Linked DNA regions of Mus musculus: all the other regions are linked to region 2. A link is a contact called in public HiCAR-type and HiChIP or PLAC-seq data. All regions are on one chromosome and are shown on one strand. The core of a region is the stretch at or near the end of the contact, and the rest is flanking DNA. Distances in the headings are between cores, read along the strand shown.

What was found. HiCAR-type assays count read pairs that join an accessible place to other places. HiChIP or PLAC-seq counts read pairs in DNA pulled down with a chosen protein or histone mark.
Region 1: a HiCAR-type map of astrocytes shows a contact between it and region 2, with 3 times the contacts expected there. The contact joins the promoter of Cfap221 here to the promoter of Ralb in region 2. A contact is called at or near these places in 2 of 39 promoter capture datasets (embryonic stem cells and hippocampal neurons) and 4 of 115 datasets of contacts at active chromatin or transcription factors (astrocytes, embryonic forebrain, embryonic midbrain and 1 more).
Region 3: a contact with region 2 is called in an H3K4me3 HiChIP or PLAC-seq map of embryonic stem cells, with 6 times the contacts expected there. The contact joins the promoter of Gli2 here to the promoter of Ralb in region 2. A contact is called at or near these places in 2 of 39 promoter capture datasets (the SN4741 cell line and embryonic stem cells), 7 of 115 datasets of contacts at active chromatin or transcription factors (astrocytes, embryonic stem cells, fibro-adipogenic progenitors and 1 more) and 1 of 9 other capture datasets (adipose tissue).
Region 4: an H3K4me3 HiChIP or PLAC-seq map of forebrain shows a contact between it and region 2, with 5 times the contacts expected there. The contact joins the enhancer-like site here to the promoter of Ralb in region 2. A contact is called at or near these places in 1 of 39 promoter capture datasets (pre-B cells), 4 of 115 datasets of contacts at active chromatin or transcription factors (embryonic limb bud, embryonic stem cells, forebrain and 1 more) and 1 of 9 other capture datasets (embryonic stem cells).
Region 5: an H3K4me3 HiChIP or PLAC-seq map of stem cell-derived neural progenitor cells shows a contact between it and region 2, with 15 read pairs. The contact joins the enhancer-like site here to the promoter of Ralb in region 2. A contact is called at or near these places in 9 of 39 promoter capture datasets (the 3T3-L1 cell line, 3T3-L1-derived adipocytes, frontonasal cranial neural crest and 4 more), 1 of 15 datasets of contacts at CTCF or cohesin (large pre-B cells), 1 of 484 Hi-C or Micro-C datasets (embryonic stem cells), 25 of 115 datasets of contacts at active chromatin or transcription factors (the NIH/3T3 cell line, astrocytes, differentiating embryonic stem cells and 12 more) and 2 of 9 other capture datasets (adipose tissue and embryonic stem cells).
Region 6: a contact with region 2 is called in an H3K4me3 HiChIP or PLAC-seq map of embryonic stem cells, with 8 times the contacts expected there. The contact joins the enhancer-like site here to the promoter of Ralb in region 2. A contact is called at or near these places in 9 of 39 promoter capture datasets (the 3T3-L1 cell line, 3T3-L1-derived adipocytes, the SN4741 cell line and 4 more), 1 of 484 Hi-C or Micro-C datasets (embryonic stem cells), 19 of 115 datasets of contacts at active chromatin or transcription factors (differentiating embryonic stem cells, embryonic forebrain, embryonic hindbrain and 8 more) and 1 of 9 other capture datasets (embryonic stem cells).

The regions. Positions count from the first base shown.
Region 1 is chr1:119,995,916-119,999,193 of GRCm38.p6, forward strand. It overlaps Cfap221 (cilia and flagella associated protein 221), which reads right to left and starts at 1,317. Exons shown (of 24, transcript NM_001115074.2): 1 at 1,264-1,317. Gm33817 (a long non-coding RNA gene) reads left to right here and starts at 1,323. Exons shown (of 3, transcript XR_387317.4): 1 at 1,323-2,232; 2 at 3,018-3,136.
Region 2 is chr1:119,503,313-119,506,369 of GRCm38.p6, forward strand. It overlaps Ralb (v-ral simian leukemia viral oncogene B), which reads right to left and starts at 1,470. Exons shown (of 5, transcript NM_022327.5): 1 at 1,265-1,470.
Region 3 is chr1:119,052,138-119,055,048 of GRCm38.p6, forward strand. Gli2 (GLI-Kruppel family member GLI2) reads right to left here and starts at 1,482. Exons shown (of 14, transcript NM_001081125.1): 1 at 1,165-1,482.
Region 4 is chr1:119,877,809-119,880,870 of GRCm38.p6, forward strand. No RefSeq gene overlaps it. Among named protein-coding and RNA genes, the nearest start is that of Gm28209, 23 kb to the right of the region's middle. Within about 2 kb of position 1,288, at least 55 of the 459 cell types and tissues checked have an H3K27ac peak or open chromatin away from gene starts, as enhancers often do. A contact at or near this core is called in forebrain, where this site is marked.
Region 5 is chr1:119,096,653-119,099,603 of GRCm38.p6, forward strand. No RefSeq gene overlaps it. Among named protein-coding and RNA genes, the nearest start is that of Gm41934, 29 kb to the right of the region's middle. Within about 2 kb of position 1,534, at least 12 of the 459 cell types and tissues checked have an H3K27ac peak or open chromatin away from gene starts, as enhancers often do. A contact at or near this core is called in stem cell-derived neural progenitor cells, where this site is marked.
Region 6 is chr1:119,073,211-119,076,510 of GRCm38.p6, forward strand. No RefSeq gene overlaps it. Among named protein-coding and RNA genes, the nearest start is that of Gli2, 21 kb to the left of the region's middle. Within about 2 kb of position 1,886, at least 12 of the 459 cell types and tissues checked have an H3K27ac peak or open chromatin away from gene starts, as enhancers often do. A contact at or near this core is called in differentiating embryonic stem cells and embryonic stem cells, where this site is marked.

The sequences.
Region 1 (3,278 bases), core at 67-2,566, 490 kb after region 2:
TCATTCAGACTCTTCCCAGATGATTCTAGATCTAGATAATTCTAGATTGACAGCTAAAAGTCTTCTTTTTGATATGTCTGCATATCACATTCACAGAGATGTGAACAAGGGTCCCTTGAACATATTGAGTGTTTGCAAGACACAGGCATTCATATGTCACCTTCTGGACCTGTCTGCTAATAGGAGGTGATAGAGGGGTGACAGAGCCTGGAGGTGGCTGTATCAGAGAGACCTGGGACATGCCTAGGACTCAGGGTCAAGGCTATTTTCAGTTGACAGTCGTTGGAAACTCCACTTTCCTCATAAACACCCATTCCCAGCCCCCTCTAACATTCTTTCTCAATTACTCTTTTAGACGTCATTTATTAACATTATTGCCTTGAAAGAGAACTTTACACATTCCACATTTTAAAAGCCTTTATTATTTTGTGGGGATGGTGGGGAGCAGAAAGTGCACGTGTGGAGGTCAGAGGACAACTATTCTGTGCAGTTGGTTGGCTCCTCCCACTCTTGTGTGGGTTGTGGAGATTGAACTCGGGTCATCCGGCTTGCAAAGCAAGCACATTCACCTATTGATCCGTCTCACTGGCTCCCAATCCCACACTTTCTATATCACCCACAACTCTTGACTCCTTCAAACAAGCCAGGGGCTGCTTGGGGAATCCCCTGAAGTTGAAGGTAAAATCAAGAATACACGTCTATGAGTTTTACTCTTTTTCCCTTGGAGAAGTTCCATAGCTTTCGAGAAGACACAAGAGAAAGTAGAGATACCCTGAGGTTGAGGTTGTCTGTACAGTAGCTGCGTAACAACTATTTCCAGAAATAAGTTGGGCTGTCTTCTCCCCAAGCGTCCGGTTGAATAGCAAAGGTTGCACAATCCTCAACACAGCCTAAGGAATCCGCTTAACACAGTCCTCCCCAGACCCCCTTCCCGGCCCTCTCTGCCTTCCAATACCTGCCCCAACTCCCCCCCCCACCCCCCCCCAACCCTGTTGCTCTTGGACCCATTGTGTTTCTGGTAGGGTCAAGTTGGACTGGGCCCCACCCTGGCTAATCCCCTCTTCTTTCATGCCAACTCATTCTAAAGTGGTAGGTAGAATGCAGGCTCATTCCTACCACCATCTTTTCTTTGGGTCTCACCTCGCCCCCACCCGGACCCGATCCCTAGATGAACATCTAGGAGATCTGCCTGGGGGTTCCCGCTGCTTTAGTAGCTTGGCGACCACCTTGGGACACTCGAGTCACAAATCTGAAGCCTCTTACCCTGCAGACGATAGTTCCGGGGCGGGCGCGCAGGAACCTACTCACAGCGTCGCCATGACAACGCGGACGCTTTCCCAAGATGTGCTGGGGGACGCGCCCAAACGGCCCGCAAACATGGGGGGAAGTTGGGCGGTTTCTATTCTGGGACGAGGGTTAACTTCTTTGGGTTCTGAACAGTATGCGGAGCCTGAGAAAGACCAGAGAGCGCCACTTACTATGTGGAAAACTAATGGATTCCCAGAGGAGCAGAGAAAGTTAGGGCACTTTGAGGGCTGGGCAGTCTGCCTGAGCAGCTCTGGGCAGGGCGCCGGCACAGTGGGCGGGACCTCCTGTCCAGGCTCCCCCTTTATCCCCTCCCAGTTTTACACTTTGATATATGATAAAGTTCGTACACCAGCAAAAGAAGCTCCCCTTCTCCCGCTGCAACCATGGTTAAATTTCAGCCAATTGAGTTTCGCTTGAACTTTCTACTATTTTGAAGAAATTTCCACATTCTCTTGCATATTTTTTTAAAAACTAGTTTATCTTTTATTTCTTCTTTGACAGTTTTGTACATGTAAACAATGTATCTCGATTATATGCACCCCAGCCTGGATCAAGAACCCTCAATCCAGCCCCTCCCCCGCCACACCATCTTCTCTTTTGTTAATAATCCACTGATTCCAGTTAGTGCCCCCTGCCGGAATGCTGACCTGACCTTGTGCAGGTCTGGCTCAGATAACCAGGGAGTTTACCATGCAATGGCACGTCATAGCCAGAAGACAGCATTTCATAGCACTCTTCCCTTCCTCTGGCTCTTCACTCTCCCCCTACCCCACCCCCCACTTCTTTGATTTTCCTTTAGCGTTGGGTTGATATGTTCTATATAAGCTGAGCATTCAATAGACATTTATTCTAAGCACTCTGCCTACTTATGAAACTGCATAAACCGGTGCCTAGTATGGAGAGCAACTTCTCTGGCCAAGCAAGGTAAAGGCTCTACTAATCCATGGTATAAGCATATGTATTTAGAAGGCTGTTTGGCAACATGTGGCTTAGCATCAGTAGTAGGTTCTTAGAGTGATGACCCAGCAGGCACCAGCTTTTGACTGGGTTCACAGCACCAGGCCTGAATTCCTCACTTGTGGACAAGACTTTAAGTTTAATCCAAAATCATTGGAAGTTTACAGCGTCCATTCAAAACTCTTTCCAGCTTTTCTTCTGGTCTCTCTTCGTCTGTATGACATGAAGCTTGACGTTATTTACAGGCATACGTGAGGAGACTGGACTATAGAGTCCAGACAGTGTCTAACTTCCTGTCTGCTGTCCACTTCTACACCTATGTGCTAGATGTAACCCTTTCCCCCACTGGAAAGTTCATTGTTTTTTGTTAATTTGGTTTGGTTCCCCTTTTCCCTCTCATCAACATTCCTGCCTATAAAACAACCTCATCTCGGGACCGGAAGGGTGGCTCAGTGGTTAAGTGTGCTTGCTTCCAAACCTCATGACCTTAGTTTGATCCTTAAATCCACCTGCCAGCTCTAACGCCCCTTCCCCCAGCATGGATCACAGGATGTTTCCATGCATGTATGTATATGTGTATTGTGCTGCATTTAAATGTGAACATAGCATTTTTCTTAGTGAAAACATATTTCCTATTATACATAGAAAGCACCCATATGGTAACATAGCAATTAGCAACAGGGTCTGTTGTCATATAAGGTCACTGTGTGTTGTCAACGTCCACTATCTCATAGCAGCTCGGGTTCTTGCAGGATCTGCTGCATCCAGGCCAAGCATAGATGCTTGATGAAGTCCAGGCTGGGCACATCATCTAACTCTGGCTCCTGAGACTCTAGCTCCTGGGAGAAGCCTGTAGACAGCTTTCTCTCTGGTAAGAAGGACAGACAGAGGGATGCTATTGCACTAGGTACTTTTCCCATAGCCATGACAAAATGCCTGGCTTAGATAAGGAGTATAGTCCACCACGGGGGCCGGCGTGTCAATCACAGTGTGAGGCGGCTGGACACACTCAG
Region 2 (3,057 bases), core at 220-2,719:
AGGCTGGGGATTTGGCTCTGCTGGTAGAGTTCTTGGGCATATAGGAAGCCCAGAGTTCCAGCCCCACCACTGCATGGACCAGGCATGGTAGAATACAGTTATCACAACACTCAAGGGGTAGAGGCAGGAACGTCACATGTTCAAGGTCACTCTAGCTATCTATCAAGTTCCAGGCCAGCCTGCGCTACAAAAGATCATGTCTCATACACACAAAGTTCCAAAACCAGGATCAACCTTGGCTCACACCTCCTTCTCAATATTCAGCACCTCCCTTTATGGCTCTCACAATTTCACCACCTCAATCCAGGCTTAAGCGGCGCCACTTTGACATGTTCTGAGACTTAACATGTAAGATTCTTGCTCTGATTAAAACTATCTTCACTTGGCACATCCAAAGCACACTCCCTGCCCCTCTGAGGATAAGCCTTGATCATTCAATAAACCCAAACTTAAGAAAGGTGGTTAGGAAATGAAAGCAGAGCCAGAGCGAGAGGATCTCTGTTCTTCAGGGATTGAAGGCAAGTGAGGGTAAGAACTATCAGTCCATTCCAGACCCTCTTCCAGAACACCCTGGTAACACCAATCCCTAGATTCCAGGATTCACTTGGAAATGAACTCTAGGAAAAAGGACCCTGCTGTGGGTGCCGCGCCCTCTGGGGACACTCAAGTCTGGGCCACAAGCAAGTCTGAGCCACGAGCTGACTTGGCTCAGAGAACCGGGTCAGGAAAACCCTTCAAGCCACGGTGCTTCTAAAAACCACCTTTGATGCTAGTCACACTCTGAAAGGCAACTGGAAGACAGAATCAAAAAGTAATTCACAACCAACAAATCCCTACAAACTTCTTGAACCCAGCTCCCAGGTCACCCAAAGTACAAGTTCCTACCTTTAAGAAAGAAGTTTGGGCAACATTTTATGGATCTGAAAGGGACGGAGGAAGTGGACCAACTCAGGAGGGAGGCCCGAAAAGGCAGGAAGTGGCCATTTGTGGAAAAAGGGAAGGACAGGCAGCAAGGGAAGAGAAACTGGGGCGCCTCCCCCATGTCCTCAGCACCCCCAGATCCGGCTGGGAGTCTCTCCGGCTTTCCCAAAAGACACCTTTCAAGCCAAGCGGGGCGCAGTCCGGGGCGTTGTCCTTCATGAGACGTGTCCCTCCCTCCCAACGTGGAACTAGGAGGCCTGCAATCGCGCGGAGAGCGTACTCACTTCCCTATCCTAGGGCGCACCCCTCGTCTGCGGTCCCCTGCGGGGCACAGCATCCTTACCTGGGGGAGCCGTCCCACCGCCGCTCTGGCTATGCGCACAACCAGAATCGCCGCTCTCACGAGCGCCCCGCCCCGTCCTGGGGCCGGACCCCAGCTGTCCCCAGTCGATTTGTCATTGAGGAGTGGTGAGCTCGCGCGTCCCCACCCCCCGGAGCGCGTTCCCGCTGTCCGCCCGGCAACCCTGTCCTCTCCAGAGGCAGCCCTCCCTTCCGTTCTCCGAGGCCACGCCTATTGACCAATCCGAAGAGGTACTTCCAAACCTTCACCAATGAGAAAACACATTGAGTGTGTGGGCGTGGCACCCACGGAACGGCCCCACCCATTCCCCCTTCCTTTCGGCTCCCCAGCCGGACTCGCGCACGTGACCGCTGCTGCAGTGGCAGAGCTTGGGAACTGGTCTGGGGACGCCGGGGCGTGGGCGGGTGCACTCCTGGGGAAGCCGGAGCCAGGCCAGAGTTGTGAAAAAGCCAAGAAAGACTGAGCTGATAGAAGCCAATGAGGAGGACTGTGTGGCCAAGTGTGGCCTGCGCCCTAGTGTGGAAGGTGATAAGCAGCTTTGAAGACCCTTGGTCAGGGACTGGAAACTCCAGGTGGCATCGCCTCTAGCTTCGCCCATGACACCCTACTAGTAAAGGAATTACAGCTATTAATTTGACCTAGGTCACAGGCCAGGTCAGGAACCCTAACCCTAGCTATAGCCAGCGGCAAGAACTACAAGCTGCAGGCTGCCCTTCATCACCCTCCTACGCTCAGGAGCTTATTTTCTTACGCGTTTTCGACTAGGGTTGATTTTCCCAGCTGAACATTAGCCACTTCTCACTGCCACAGTTGTGTGATACCCCACCCACCCGTACGAACTGGTGCTTTTCACTGTATGGTAATTAATAATTCAACGTTTGTTTCTGATCTTTAAGGAGGGAAACAGTGATAACCGTAGCCCGCACTGTGTAATTATTCTTGCTGATAATTCTAAACTAGGATACTTGTATATTATATCAGAGGCTTTTGTGCTTTGTTTAAATGGTTCCATACCAGCAACTAACAGACCTAGTCCTCCCACTGACAGCATAAGGAGAAGCCAAGTCTCCCTGGGCTAGCAGGTGGCTGGAGGGGTAAAGACACCCGCAGAGACAAGCCCCACAGCCTCAACAGACTTGGACCCCTGTAGACCCCTGGGAACCACATAATGGGAAGAGAAAACTGGCTCCCTCAAGTTGTCCTCTGATGTGCACTCCCTCTTCTCTCTCTCTCTCTCTCTCTCTCTCTCAACCTTCCTCCCTCTGCACACGCAAATTTAAAAGAAAGAAAAACTGCCAGGGCTCTTAAAAAAAAAGATTTATTTTATGTGCATGGGGGTTTCTTTCTCTTTTTGGGGGGTGGTGGTGGGAGGGGAGGGGTGGTCTTATTTTATTGTTTTTTGTTTTTTGTGTGAGACAGGGTTTCTCTGTGTGACTGCCCTGGCTGTCCTGGAATTCACTTTGTAGACCAGGCTGGCCTCAGACTCATAAAGATCTGCCTGTCTCTGCCTCCTAGTACTGGCATTGAAGGCATGCAACACCATGCCTGGCTATGTGCATGGTGTTTTACCTGCACTGAATCTATGTACACCACATGGGTGCTGAGTGCCTGCAAGAGAGGGTACGGATCCCCTGGAACTGGCATTACGGGTTCTGAACCATCGTATGGGTGTTGGGAACTGAACTTGGGTCCTCTACAGAAGCAACAAGTGCTCTTAGCTGCTGAGTCATCTCTCCAGACTGTACAGGAGGCACTTTCAAACAGCTCTCTGCAGA
Region 3 (2,911 bases), core at 232-2,731, 450 kb before region 2:
GGAAGGAGAGGCGCCCTGGGGGATCCCCACAAACTCCTTGCGTCTCTGTAGCCAGGTCACTCGAGGTGAAGCGCAAGGGCTCCATCCTTAGTGTCCTCAAGCTCTAAAAGTCAGGTTTCCTAGGAAATGAGAGCAATTGCTGCCGGGCTGAAAAGGAGCCCAGTTGGGTGGACTTCCAGCTCCCGGCGCGGCGGGAGCCCTCTCGAACTCACTCAAGCACACGGTCCCTCCCCCCACCCCCAATCCCGGAGGAAAAAAAACGCTCCCCTCTCTCTAAACCCTTAATAGGATTGGCGCCCAACTCTGTCCGCGCCGCTCCTCATCCATCACACACAGATCAAGTTGCAGTAGTGGATTTTTCAAATTCCTCAGCAAATATACTTGTTGAGAGATTGCTTGGGGGGTGTTAAGTGGGGGCTAGGATGAAAGCGAGGAGTAGGGGGAACCGATCCCTCGGCGAAGGATTACGCGTGGATCCATTCTGGAAGTCAAGGGGATCTGGAGACCTAGGATAAGAGAGAAAGGTAAGGAAGCCAGAACCGAGGTCCAGAGACTGGCGGCGGAGGGAAGGGGCAACAGGGTTCAACGAGAGGGAAAGAAGGAAGAAAGAAAAGACTGGCTCCTGGACGCGGACTCGCAGCGCGGAGAAGTAGAGTTGCAAGTTTCCAAGTGGCCGGCGGCGGTTGCAGCACACCGCACAGTCCCACAGGCGCGCTCCCAGCTGCCCATCTAAGGGAGCTTCGGCGCACCCCAGCCCCCACGTCGCCCCCAAACAGTTCCAGGCTCCAAGCGGTACCACCGGTCAAAGACCGGCCTACCCGAGCAACCCAAGAACAAGAAGCACTTCCCCTCAAGTGGAGGGCTGTGGTAATAAAATCGACCCCGGCCACGAGTTCTGATCCCCAAGATCCTCCTTAAGCCCTGCCGCTGCTGGACCAGGGCACTAATCAGGGTTGCCTTCTTTAGCCGGCCCCCCTAAAATCAGTGTCACGATCTCGATTCCGGTAAACGGATGAGAGACACTCCAAGACCGCCACAGCATCTCAGCCGAAGCTGGCCAGGCTAGGAAGTGCTTCGCCACCAAGAGTAAGGGGAGGAAAAAAAAAAAAAGAAAGAAAGAAAGAAAAGAAAAAAGGAAGGGTGGGAAGGCCAATGCAACTTTACCGAGGAGACAAAAGTTTGCCTCTAGCATGCAGGTGGCCTCTCGGGCGCCGGGCAGTGGTTGCAGGGCCCCATCCCAACTTGGCTGGAGTGGGGCTGCCGAGTGCGGGGGCTCCGGCTGCCGGGGCGGGGCTGGCCAGGCAGAGGAGGGGACCAAGGCGGGCGGGGGACTCGGGCAGTCCCTAAGGACACCAGGCCAGCAGCTCCGGGCGGCTGCGATGCTACGCACGACCCGTGCTCCTTCCTCTGGCTCCTCCTCGCCTTCCTCCGCGTCCTCTGTAGCCGCCGCCGCCGCCTCCCGCTCCTCCTCGAAGTCTCATTGATGAGAGGAGTTTGAAAAAAAGTCCGCGGAGCCGTGCTGCCTCGGCTGGCGAACGCCGGCACTCATGCAATCCATCAGCGTCTCTGGGATGGCGCAGCGCCCCCGCGCGCTGAGCTTGGGCAAACCCTGATCGTCGCGTCCTTAGCTTGCCCGCCCCGCCGCGTGCACCCTGCCTCTGAGGCTGGGGGTGGGGGGACACCACCCTGGAGGGGGATTGCCAGCGGGCGAACACAGACTCTCCCCCACCTCAGCTCCAGCAAGGAAAGCACCCCTTCGGAAAGTTCCAGCGGGGGACCAGAGAACCCAGGAGTTAGGGAGTGGGGGTGGGGGGTGACGACCCAGACGCCACTCTGGAGGAGAAGAGCTGGGACTATCGCAGATTCTTCCAACCCAGTTCGGAGGAAATAAAGCACCCCTACCAGAAAGTTCCAGCTACAGGAGCACACGCCAGTCTCAAACACTTTTTCTAAGGCGCCGGGTTGGGGGGTTGCTAACTCAAGTCAGATGAGCTCCGGAGCTCGGGCGCTGCGACTGCTGGTTTCAATATCTGAACTCCCCCTTTCTTCCCAACCCCCTCAGCCCTCCGCTGGTTGTTCCCAAAACTCCCGGATCCTCTGTGCGCCGTAGCAGAAGGAAGACACGTGGGTTGGGAAGCAAGACTGGATTCACGCAGGCCCTCGTCGCCCGGGCAGCTAGTGCAGGTGCCCGGGGTCCCAGGCGCCCCTCGCCATGGCTCGCTCACGCCGCCATCTGAGAGCACGCCGGCGACAAGTGACGCCAACCTTAGGCTTGCTGCTTATGTTTTGCAGTGAGAGGGGTCTTTCTTTCTTTCTTTCTTTCTTTCTTTCTTTCTTTCTTTCTTTCTTTCTTTCTTTTTCTTTTTCTTTTTCTTTTTTTTCTCTTTTTTTTTTAATCCCGGAGACTCCATTGAAGCTGCTGCAGCCAGATGGAAGTAATCAGAGGGAGAAGGAAGAATTAGGCTCACCGAAGTTGCAGGCCAAAGTGTAGATGAGGCTGTTCATGAAAGCATTTGCTTAAGTAGCCCCGGCTTTCCATACAGTCCAGAACTGTCCACTCCAAGAAGCAAGCAGGCAGCAAATGGCCGTGCCCTCCCAAGCCATGGGACTCAGCTTCCTCTCCTGGGCTCTGCTCTTAGAAAGCTGCCCGCGGGACTTCTTTATATTTCTTCCTGAGGTCTAGTTCCTTTGTATTGCTTAGCCTGCCATAGGGTATCCTCCTTTTAAAGGTGGAGTGACTGATGCCTGAGGACGCTTAGAAACTTGCCCACAATAATCTAAGGTCGGTCCATTTAAATAGAGGTGTCCTGTTGAGAATGTTGGTCACATCTCTTTCGAGCCCCTCCTTCTCAAAGCAAGAGAACCAAGCCTCCAGACCAATTCCACCCTGCCTTAGAGAAAGCTCCTTCTC
Region 4 (3,062 bases), core at 38-2,537, 370 kb after region 2:
TGATAAAAAACAAACACAAAACCATTTCAGAGAGTCTGAGGATAACTATGCCATCTTAGCTAGGCTTTTCTATTGCTGTCATAAGATACCATGACCGTAAGCAACTTGGGGAGAAAAAAAGATTCACTTCATCTTATAGATTGCAGACCATCATCCAGGGAAGTCAGGGCAGGAACTCAAAGCAGGAACAAGGAGGCAGGAACTGATATAGAAGCCATAGAGGAGTCACTGCCTACGGTGAGCTCAGTCCTCCAACATCAGTCATCAATCAAGAAAATGCACCATAGACTTGCATGCACACGCGCGCACACCCACACCCACACCCACACCCACATATTTATGTATATATGTGTGTGTGTACATATATATATATATATATAATGTATGACCTGGAGCTGGGTAAATGGCTCATCAGGTAAAGTACAGGCTTGAAACAGTATGAAGACCTGATCCCCAACAGCCATGGAAAAGTGGATGTGGCCACACATCAGTCGCTCCAGCACCCAGGGAAGAGACAGGTGGATTCCTGGATCTCTCTGGTTAGCAAGTCTATCAACTGGTGAGTAAACCTGTTCAGTGAAAGACCCTGTCTCATAAAATAAGGTGGAGAGCAACTGAGAAAGATACAGGAAGTAAATGTCTGGCTCCACGTGCCCACGTGCTCATGAGCTCACATGCACTCTTGCTTGCACTCTCTGTCTTTCTCCCTTGCCCTTTTATTCTCCCTCCACCCCCCAAAGACACACACACACACATCGCATCCCCACACCCCCTCAAACGCACACATGCATATACATATAGGCCAGCTCTAGCCTTAGCCCTCCCCTATGCCAGGCTTATGACCTTGGATGTGCCACTTTAGTCCTCTGGGCATCTACGTCTCAGTCAGGAAAAATTCAGCAGTGATCCTAGAAAACCCTCGCAGATTCTAAGAATCACAGAGACCTTCGGGTGCAGAGTTACAAATAAGAGGTCTGCTTGGGACCCCCCACTACTTTCTTCCAAGTCCCTCTGTCAGCTTTTAGAAGAAATATCTCCTCAGTGGTGTTTTTGAGCTATGGCAGAAGGCAAAAAGGAAAAGTCAGGTTCTTTGGGGTGAAATGGAGCATTTAATGATGGATAAGCAGAAAGATGCGTGATAGGCCTTTCTCTTGTGTTGGGTGTTTGGCTAATCTATCAGAAAATCCTGGCATGCTAGTGACAACCCACACTGAAAAGGGCGGAACTTGGCTCCCCTGCCCTTCCAGCTGTAAGAGCTTGGAAGAGAAGCTATGGGGAAAGCGTCTTTCATTTCCCTCTGGAAGCTGGGGGAACGCTCGGCTTAGCATTTGCCAACTGTGCAATGTGGGCTGCCTTCTAAAAGAGGCCTTTTTTGTGGACATCTTTTAGGCCACAGTACCCCGTTGGCATTCATGGCCCCTTGGAACAAGGCCTGCTGGAAAGTCTGGTACGAACTGCACCAGCATGGTAAGAAACTCACTTGCTAATGGAGGAAAGGCTTCAATGCGTCCTCAGGGTCCGTAGTTAAGCTAAGATCTCATTTGCCTTCATGCTTGTTTTCCCTCCATCTCTCTCTACAAGTGTAGCGTATACCATGGACACTTAGAACCAGTACACCGAGAAAACAAAACCAAAAGGAGATAAAGAGAACCAAGAAAACAGGAAGAGAAAATCAAAATCAAAGAGGACCACAGCTGTGTGGAAATGAAGGTCACACACTTGTGATAGTTGAAATTCAGATTCAGTGTCTGAAAATACTGCTAGCATCAAAGCAAGAATGGGCTATGCTGTTTTTCCAATGCTTCTTAGTATTAGGGAGGAGAAAAGAGTCTGATAACTCAGAGGACTACTCGTTTGGCCATACTTTCAGTATCTATTAAATGCTCACCACACACAAAGGACTATCAGAGATGAAGGGCTACAGGCCACTTGCTGAAGCTCGGCAGAGCCTGGGGAAGACAGTACACCTGCATACTCACTGTGTGTCAAACACTGTGCCTTTAGATGTGTGCCCGTTGTGTGCATGCACCCTGTACACTTAAGTTATGTCTGTGTTATGTCAGACGCTATGCTTGCCTATGCGTGTTTGTGTGTGTTTATGTGCATGGATGTGCTTGTTTGTACATATGCAGGTGCGCCTGCACAGGGACACCAGAGGACAACCTCAGCTGTTGTTCCTTAGGTGCCAACTACCTTTTGGGTTTTAATCTTTGAAAAAAAAATATGAGGGCCTGGAGAGATGGCTCAGCAGTCTAGAGCACTTACTGCTCTTATACAGGACCCAAGTTGGACCCCCAGCATCCACATCAGGCAACTTGTAACTCTGTATGCAGGGGGTCCTCGAGCATCTGCAAGCCTGTGGTACACATAAACTCATGCAGCAAGCACACATACACATACAGACGGATAAAGACACCTTTTAAAAAGATTTCATTACATTTATTTGTTTATTTATTTACTGTGTCATGGTGTGTTTGTGTATGTGTGTGTGTATGTGTGTGTATGTTTGTGTGTGAGTGTGTGTGTGTGTGAGAGAGTCTGTGTGTGTGAGTGTGTGTGTGTCTGTGTCATGGTGTGTATGTGTGTGTGTGTCTGTGTGTGAGTGTGTGTGTGAGAGTGTGTGTGTGTGTGTGTATGTGTGTGTATGAGTGTTTGTGTGAGAGTGTGTGTGTGTATGTATGTGTGTGAGTGTGTGTGTGAGTGTGTGTGTGTGCAGTTCAGAGGAACAATCTGTAGGACCTTTATTTGCCTAATCATCTCATCACACCTACTTTGGGTTTTTTTGGAGACAGTTTTTCACTAGCCTAGAACACACCAAGTAGGCTAGGTTAGTGAGTTCCAGGGATACACATGTCTCTGCCTCTCTAGGTCTGTAATTACAAGCCTGAGCCACCACACCCAGCCATTTTTATGTGGATTCTGGGGATTGAACTTGGGTCTTTGTGCTTATAAGGCCAGCTCTTCACCAAACAAGCCATCTCAGCCTGACACTATGGTTTTTATTATGCAGTAAATATGTGCTTACTGTATTCAGAGACTATACATTTAATTACATATCTGCG
Region 5 (2,951 bases), core at 284-2,783, 410 kb before region 2:
CAAAAAGCTGGTCATGCTGTAGCTGGCGTGGCAACTACTCCGGGTTAAAAACAGGAGGATATCAGCTTGAGGTCAGCTTTGGCTACCCAGAGAACTCCCCTTTCAGAAATAAAGCTTAGGTCTGTGCAGGAGGTTGAAGCAAGCAGGCCGGGTTCTGGGGGCCTGAGGGCTCTGCCAGGCCTGTGGCTGTGGACCCAGCTCACTGCTGATGGAGTCAAAGGGCATTGTGGATGAGTGTGTCCCCTCTGAGGAGGGACTGTGGATTCCTACAGAGGTGGCTGGAGCAGGACTGGGGCTCTGCTAAAACCATCTCAGGCTATTCAGTTTGGGATTAGAGAGGAGAGCAACAGGCAGCCAGTCCCAGGTGCCCCTGACCCTGCAATGTCATTGCTCAGACAGGAAGTGGGCAGAGTGACACCCTCAGCTCAGCAGTTCGGCTGGACGGACTTGAGGCTGCCTAGACTTCAGACCATAGCCCAGGGCAGCTAGGGTGTGTGCAGAGGAAAGAGAAACGGCAGCTTCCTGTCCTCACACCAGTATCCAAACTCAGGACAGAGTCCAAGGACTCCACTCAAGACAGCATCGGGCTCTTTTCCTGTCTCTTAAACATGATACTTAAGCTATAGGCAGCCAGTGTACAGACGTCATGGTGGGCTCAGGGATTCTGGGATGTCACTTCCACTCTCTCTGTCCTTCCTCCCCCTTCTCCCCTCACACCTTTCCTTGCCCTCCTCTCTCTTCTCTCACCCTCTCTCCTTCCTTCCAATCTTTCATTTCCTCCCTCCTTCCTTTCCCAACATATAGGAACCCTCCCTCAGTGCCTGGCCTTGCCTGGGGTGTGGACAGAATGATGGGAGACAAGCAAGTGGGTATGCATGGGGCGTGTGTGTGTGTGTGTGTGTGTGTGTGTGTGTGCGCGCGTGCGCGCGCGCTAAGGCAAAGCAAGTCTGGGCTGGAGCATGAAGCTTAAGTCAGGGAACGTTGGGAAGGGCAGGCAGGAGGGCCGGGCCCCAGCTGGGGAGGCCATGCTGGTAAGCTTCCCTCTGAGGTTCAAGTTTAAGGTCCTCTTTGAGGCAGATGAGGATTGATATGGAGGAAGCAGAGCTCTGAGTTCCTGTCCGGTTCTCTACCTCTGTTCCCTATGGTCCTGGGTAGTGATCTTCCCAGGTATAAAATGGGACCAAAGACACCCACGTGTGAGCAGGGGCTGGGGAACTGAGGTGGAGCCACCTGCCTATAGATGCCAGGCTGCAGTTGGTGAAATGCCCCTCACCTCCTTGGTTCCAGTAAGGGCAGGGAGAGGAACCCAGGGTCTGCTCTTGAGCCCAAAGAGCAGGCTCTCCAGCTCCCCAGGTTGGTCCCCAGGCAGCCTGGCTCAGAGCCTCACTTTCTCAGGAAGGCCAAGTTACCGAAACAGATAAATCAATCTGTCAAGATCAGCCTTGGAGAAAGACTCTCTCAGCTACCTCAGCCAAGAAGCTCAAAGGGGAATTGTTCCCGGAGCCCGAGGAGGAAACAACAGATAGTTCTTCGCAGCTCTTCGCCTGCGGCCTTGCTGCCCAGCCCCCCTCCTCCCTTCCCTGGGCTGTAGAGAACACCTGTGCACCGGGGATCAGCCAGGGACAGCACCGCCTCTCCTTCTGGCTCCCAGGGCAGTGCCCAGCCCAGAGCCACCGTTGTGAGAGAAGGGCAGAGCCACTGTTTGGCTCCTGTCCTGGTTTTGCCTGGAGACCTTCTCTGGCCCCCGTGTGTTTGGTGGCCCTTGGCATTAGGAGGGTCACACGGCTGGAGGTGGGGCTGGCAAGCAAACGCCCATCTGGACAGACTCCTGTTCCGAGCTTGAGGTTTGGAAGGGATGGGGACCAGAGAGGCTGAAGACAAGCCGAGACTAGGGAGTAAGGAGCCCAAGGGGTCAATCAGTCCTCCAGTGCTCCCTAAAGAAAAAGGTTGAGGATGGCTTGTTTCTGAGGGCAGGGGGGACTCCAATCTGGAATCACAGCCAGCTCTGCCACTTGGCAGCTGGTGACATTGGGGCAAGTCATTTGTCTTCTCTGATAATCCCTTTCTTCACCTGGAGGCTTGGTGTTTGATGGGGTCTTCTGGTGAAAACAGAAGGTCTTGACCTGGGGGTCTCATGCTGGGAGCACTGACTGCAACAAGCAGCCATGTTGTTTCCTTGTCACGGAACGGGAAGATTCTACACAGTCACTTGACATCCATTTTCTCAATCTTGGAGGGGGGTATCATAGGGCAACTGAGGCTCCCAGTTTGCTATTTGGGTCTAAAGCTGTGTTACAGGAGTTTAGGGGGCCCCAAAGCTAGTGTGGATATATGTGTGTTCCCACGCATGTGCACATGCTTGTATAATGTATTCACATGTATGTGGGGGTGTATGTGTTCTTGTCTGTGCTGGAGCTGGAGGCGAACACCAGGTTCCTTTGCTATCACACTCTGTCTTATTCTCTTAGGATAAGGTCTCCTACTGAACTTGGAGCTAGGTTGGTAGCCAGCAAACTCCAAAGGTCTTCTAGTCTCTGCATCTTCCAAGTGCTTGGGTAACAGGTACACGGGGCCATGCCCAGCCTTTTACATTGGTTGAGGGAGCACAACTCAGGCAAGGAAGCCTGCCTACTGAGCTATCTCCTGAGCCTGCTATTCCTCAGTCTGCTCCACGTTGCAAACACAAAATGGGGAGGTCCAGTCAGAGGAGACAGGTAGGTGGGACCTGAGCCCAGACCCCAGCACATGTCTCTCTTGCCCTTGTGATGCTAGAGTGGCTGGCTGATCACAGCTTTAAGAAAAGAGACTATGGCCAGAAGCAGAGGAGGGGAGGGGGGAACATCAGAAAGAAGTATTCCCAGAACTGATAGGCAGGGGGAAGGAGCTCAGGGCACACCTGGGTCTGCGAGGTGCGGGACTGACTACCCAGCAGGTTGCCATGCTCCCAGAGG
Region 6 (3,300 bases), core at 636-3,135, 430 kb before region 2:
AGGTTTACTGGCAAGTGGATCTAGAATCATCTTGGAGACAAATCTCTGTGGGAGGTCTCTAGACTGAGTTAACAGACGTGGAAAGATTGACTCTAAGTGTGGGCGGTACCCTTCTATGGGTTGGAGTCCAGGACCAAAGTTTAAAAGTGGGAGCTAAGCACCCACATTTACTTCCCTGCTTCTTACTTTCAGATGCACTGTGGTCAGCTGCCTTGTTCTCCTGTGCCAGGATGGACTGAAACCTCCAACTGAGAGCCAAAGGACCCTTCCTTCTTTCCTTCCTTCCTTTCTTCCTTCCTTCCTTCCTTCCTTCCTTCCTTCCTTCCTCAAGTTGCTCTTCTTGTCATTTTGTCACAGTAGCAAATAAAGTACCTGTGACCTGCTGGTATTTTTCATACGTACAGAGATTAAGCAAACACAGTATCTTAATCAGGAAGATATCTTAAACTGTCTTTCCTCCAAGAAGCCCTCCTGGACAAGAACAAACCTTCTAGTGGCTTGACGGACACCCTCTACCAAAGATGCTGTCATCACATGGCTCCCTGACACACTCAACTGCATTTGAAGATCTCTTGATGTGTCTTTCTGTTGGCTTCCTGACTTCAAGACAGGAAACATGCCATAGTCCTCCCCCTCCTCCTCCCCTTTCTCCTCCTCTTTTCCCTTCTTTTTTCCTTTTCTTTTCTGACAGAGTCTCACATAGCACAGGCTATGTGACTTGCTATGTAGCCAAGGATGACCCTGAACTTCTGATCCTCGTGTCTCCACCTCCAGAACACGGAGATTACAGATCTGGACCACCAGGCTTAGTTTACGAATCTGGGTGTGCTGGGCCAGCATGCTACCACCTGAGCCACACCCTCAGCCCCACTTAGTTCTTTGTTTCGTTTTGGTCAGGTGATCTTCTCTACACATATTTTCTCTTGTTGCTTCTTAACCAGCTCCACTGCTGAAGTCATCTATGGTATCACGAAGGCGGCAGATGGCAGCCATCCACAATTGCAGCCCAAGGCTGGGCAGTACCCAGGATCTCCTTGATGTTCTAAAAAGTCCCGTGGCAGACAAAGTTTGGAGCTGTGACGAAAGGATGGGCCATCTAGAGACTGCCATATCCGAGGATCCATCCCATAATCAGCTTCCAAACGCTGACACCATTGCACACACTAGCAAGATTTTGCTGAAAGGACCCAGATATAGCTGTCTCTTGTGAGACTATGCCGCGGCCTAGCAAACACAGAAGTGGATGCTCACAGTCAGCTATTGGATGGATCACAGGGGCCCCAATGGAGGAGCTAGAGAAAGTAATCAAGGAGCTAAAGGGATCTACAACCCTATAGGTGGAACAACAATATGAACTAACCAGTACCCCGGAGCTCTTGTCTCTAGCTGCATATGCATCAAAAGATGGCCTAGTCGGCCATCACTGGGAAGAGAGGCCCATTGGACACGCAAACTTTATATGCCCCAGTACAGGGGAACGCCAGGGCCATAAAGTGGGAGTGGGTGGGTAGGGGAGTGGGGGGGAGGGTATGGGGGACTTTTGGGATAGCATTGGAAATGTAAATGAGGAAAATACCTAATAAAAATATTTTTTAAAAATGTCCTGTGGCTAAAGGACGGTGCAGCATCAGCTGGGCACTGTGGACAATCTCACCAAAAGTGCTATTTTCATTGTCTAATGGTTCTCTGCACCTTTCTTTCTGATGACCCGGGTAGAGGCAGACGATACTGCTCTGTCTGGGTCTGTCTGGGTCTGTCTGCTCTGGGTTGTCAATTACACATCATCAGACCTTTCCAGTCACTGGTTACCTTAGAGATGTTATCTCCCTCTCCCAGCTTAGGGTGATGACTCCCTCTCTTTACCCCTTCTCCACTAGGGGGCCCCATCTCTGCTTTCTCCTTCCCGGGTCAGCTGAAGTATTTGCCACTCCTTCCAGGAAGTCCCTGCCTCTAAAATGTCCTTCCCACCTTCCTTCTCAGAGAAGCCCCATGCCATTGAGCATACAGTTCCAAAACTTCCTTCTTCCTCAAAAGCTTTCCTTGGTGGCAATTCCACAGTAAGGCTATATACTTGCTGCTGCATCGCGTTTGACGAATCTGCTGGGGAGAGGTATTTAGGGTGTGTCTGTGTTTAGCCATACAGACACTTGCAAAGAACGTACTTTTCTGTGTAAATGAGGTCTCAGTCTGTAGCACAAGCTGGACTGGAACTCACTAACAACAACCTTCCTGCCTCAGCCTCCCGAGGGCTGGGGTTTCACAGCTACAGTACCATGGCTGCAAGACCATTCTTGGGTGCACAGATGTGGTAAGATAGTTCAGGACAGGACCTGAAGGTGGAGGCGTTGCTGGGTCGGATACCACAGGCAGGGGTTAATTTAGAAAAGCTGGCCCAGAACTGAGGGTGTGGCTCAGCTAGTGGGTCTCACCTAGCGAGCAGGAGGCCACAGACTAACTGACTGTGGCTGCGGTGCACTCCGGGAATCTTGGTATTTAGGAGGTGGAGTCAGGAGGATCGCAAGTTCAAGGTCAGACCTAGATCGAACTGAGGCCACCCTCTGCTACCTGAACAAGACAGAAAGGATGGAAAGAAGAGGAGGGGGAGGGGGAAAGGGGAGAGGAGGAGGAGGAGGAGGAGGGGGAGGAGGAGGAGGAGGAGGAGGAGGAGGAGGAGGAGGAGGAGGAGGAGGAGGAGGAGGAGACCTCAGGCAGAGAGCGCAATAAATAGGTTGGTGAGAGGGTGCTTCAAGTTAAAGCCAGAGTGAGGATGGAAAGTCGGTCCCCAGTGTCTTACAGCCAGCCCTGCCCCCTCCTTCCCTCTTCCTCTTGCTGGAACTCTTAGATCTTCCCAGATCCAGAAAGCCTTGTGGGGGGGGGCACACCCAAGATAGGGATTTGAGGGGAGGGGGACCCAAAGCCATTAGTGCTTAATTAAAAACCCTTTGTCTTGCTGACAGACCTGCAGGATTTCCTACCATGCAAACCTCAGATGTGCTCTGTCCTTTGGGGTGACACTGGTTGAGGCAGGTGCCCAGAGAATTCAAAAGATGGTAGGTGGGGGAGCTGAGGTCTCCGCATAACAAAACCTTGGCTTTTAAGGACCAACACTGGGGTATTTTCTAACCTCACTTATTCATTCCTTACTACAGCCCTTCCTACAGTGTTTTGTCTTGCTTAGTTTTTAAACTTAAAATTTGTAATATCTATCTATCTATCTATCTATCTATCTATCTATCTATCTATCTATCTACTTATTGTGTGGTTTGATGCATGCCATGACGCATGCGCAGAGGTCAAAAG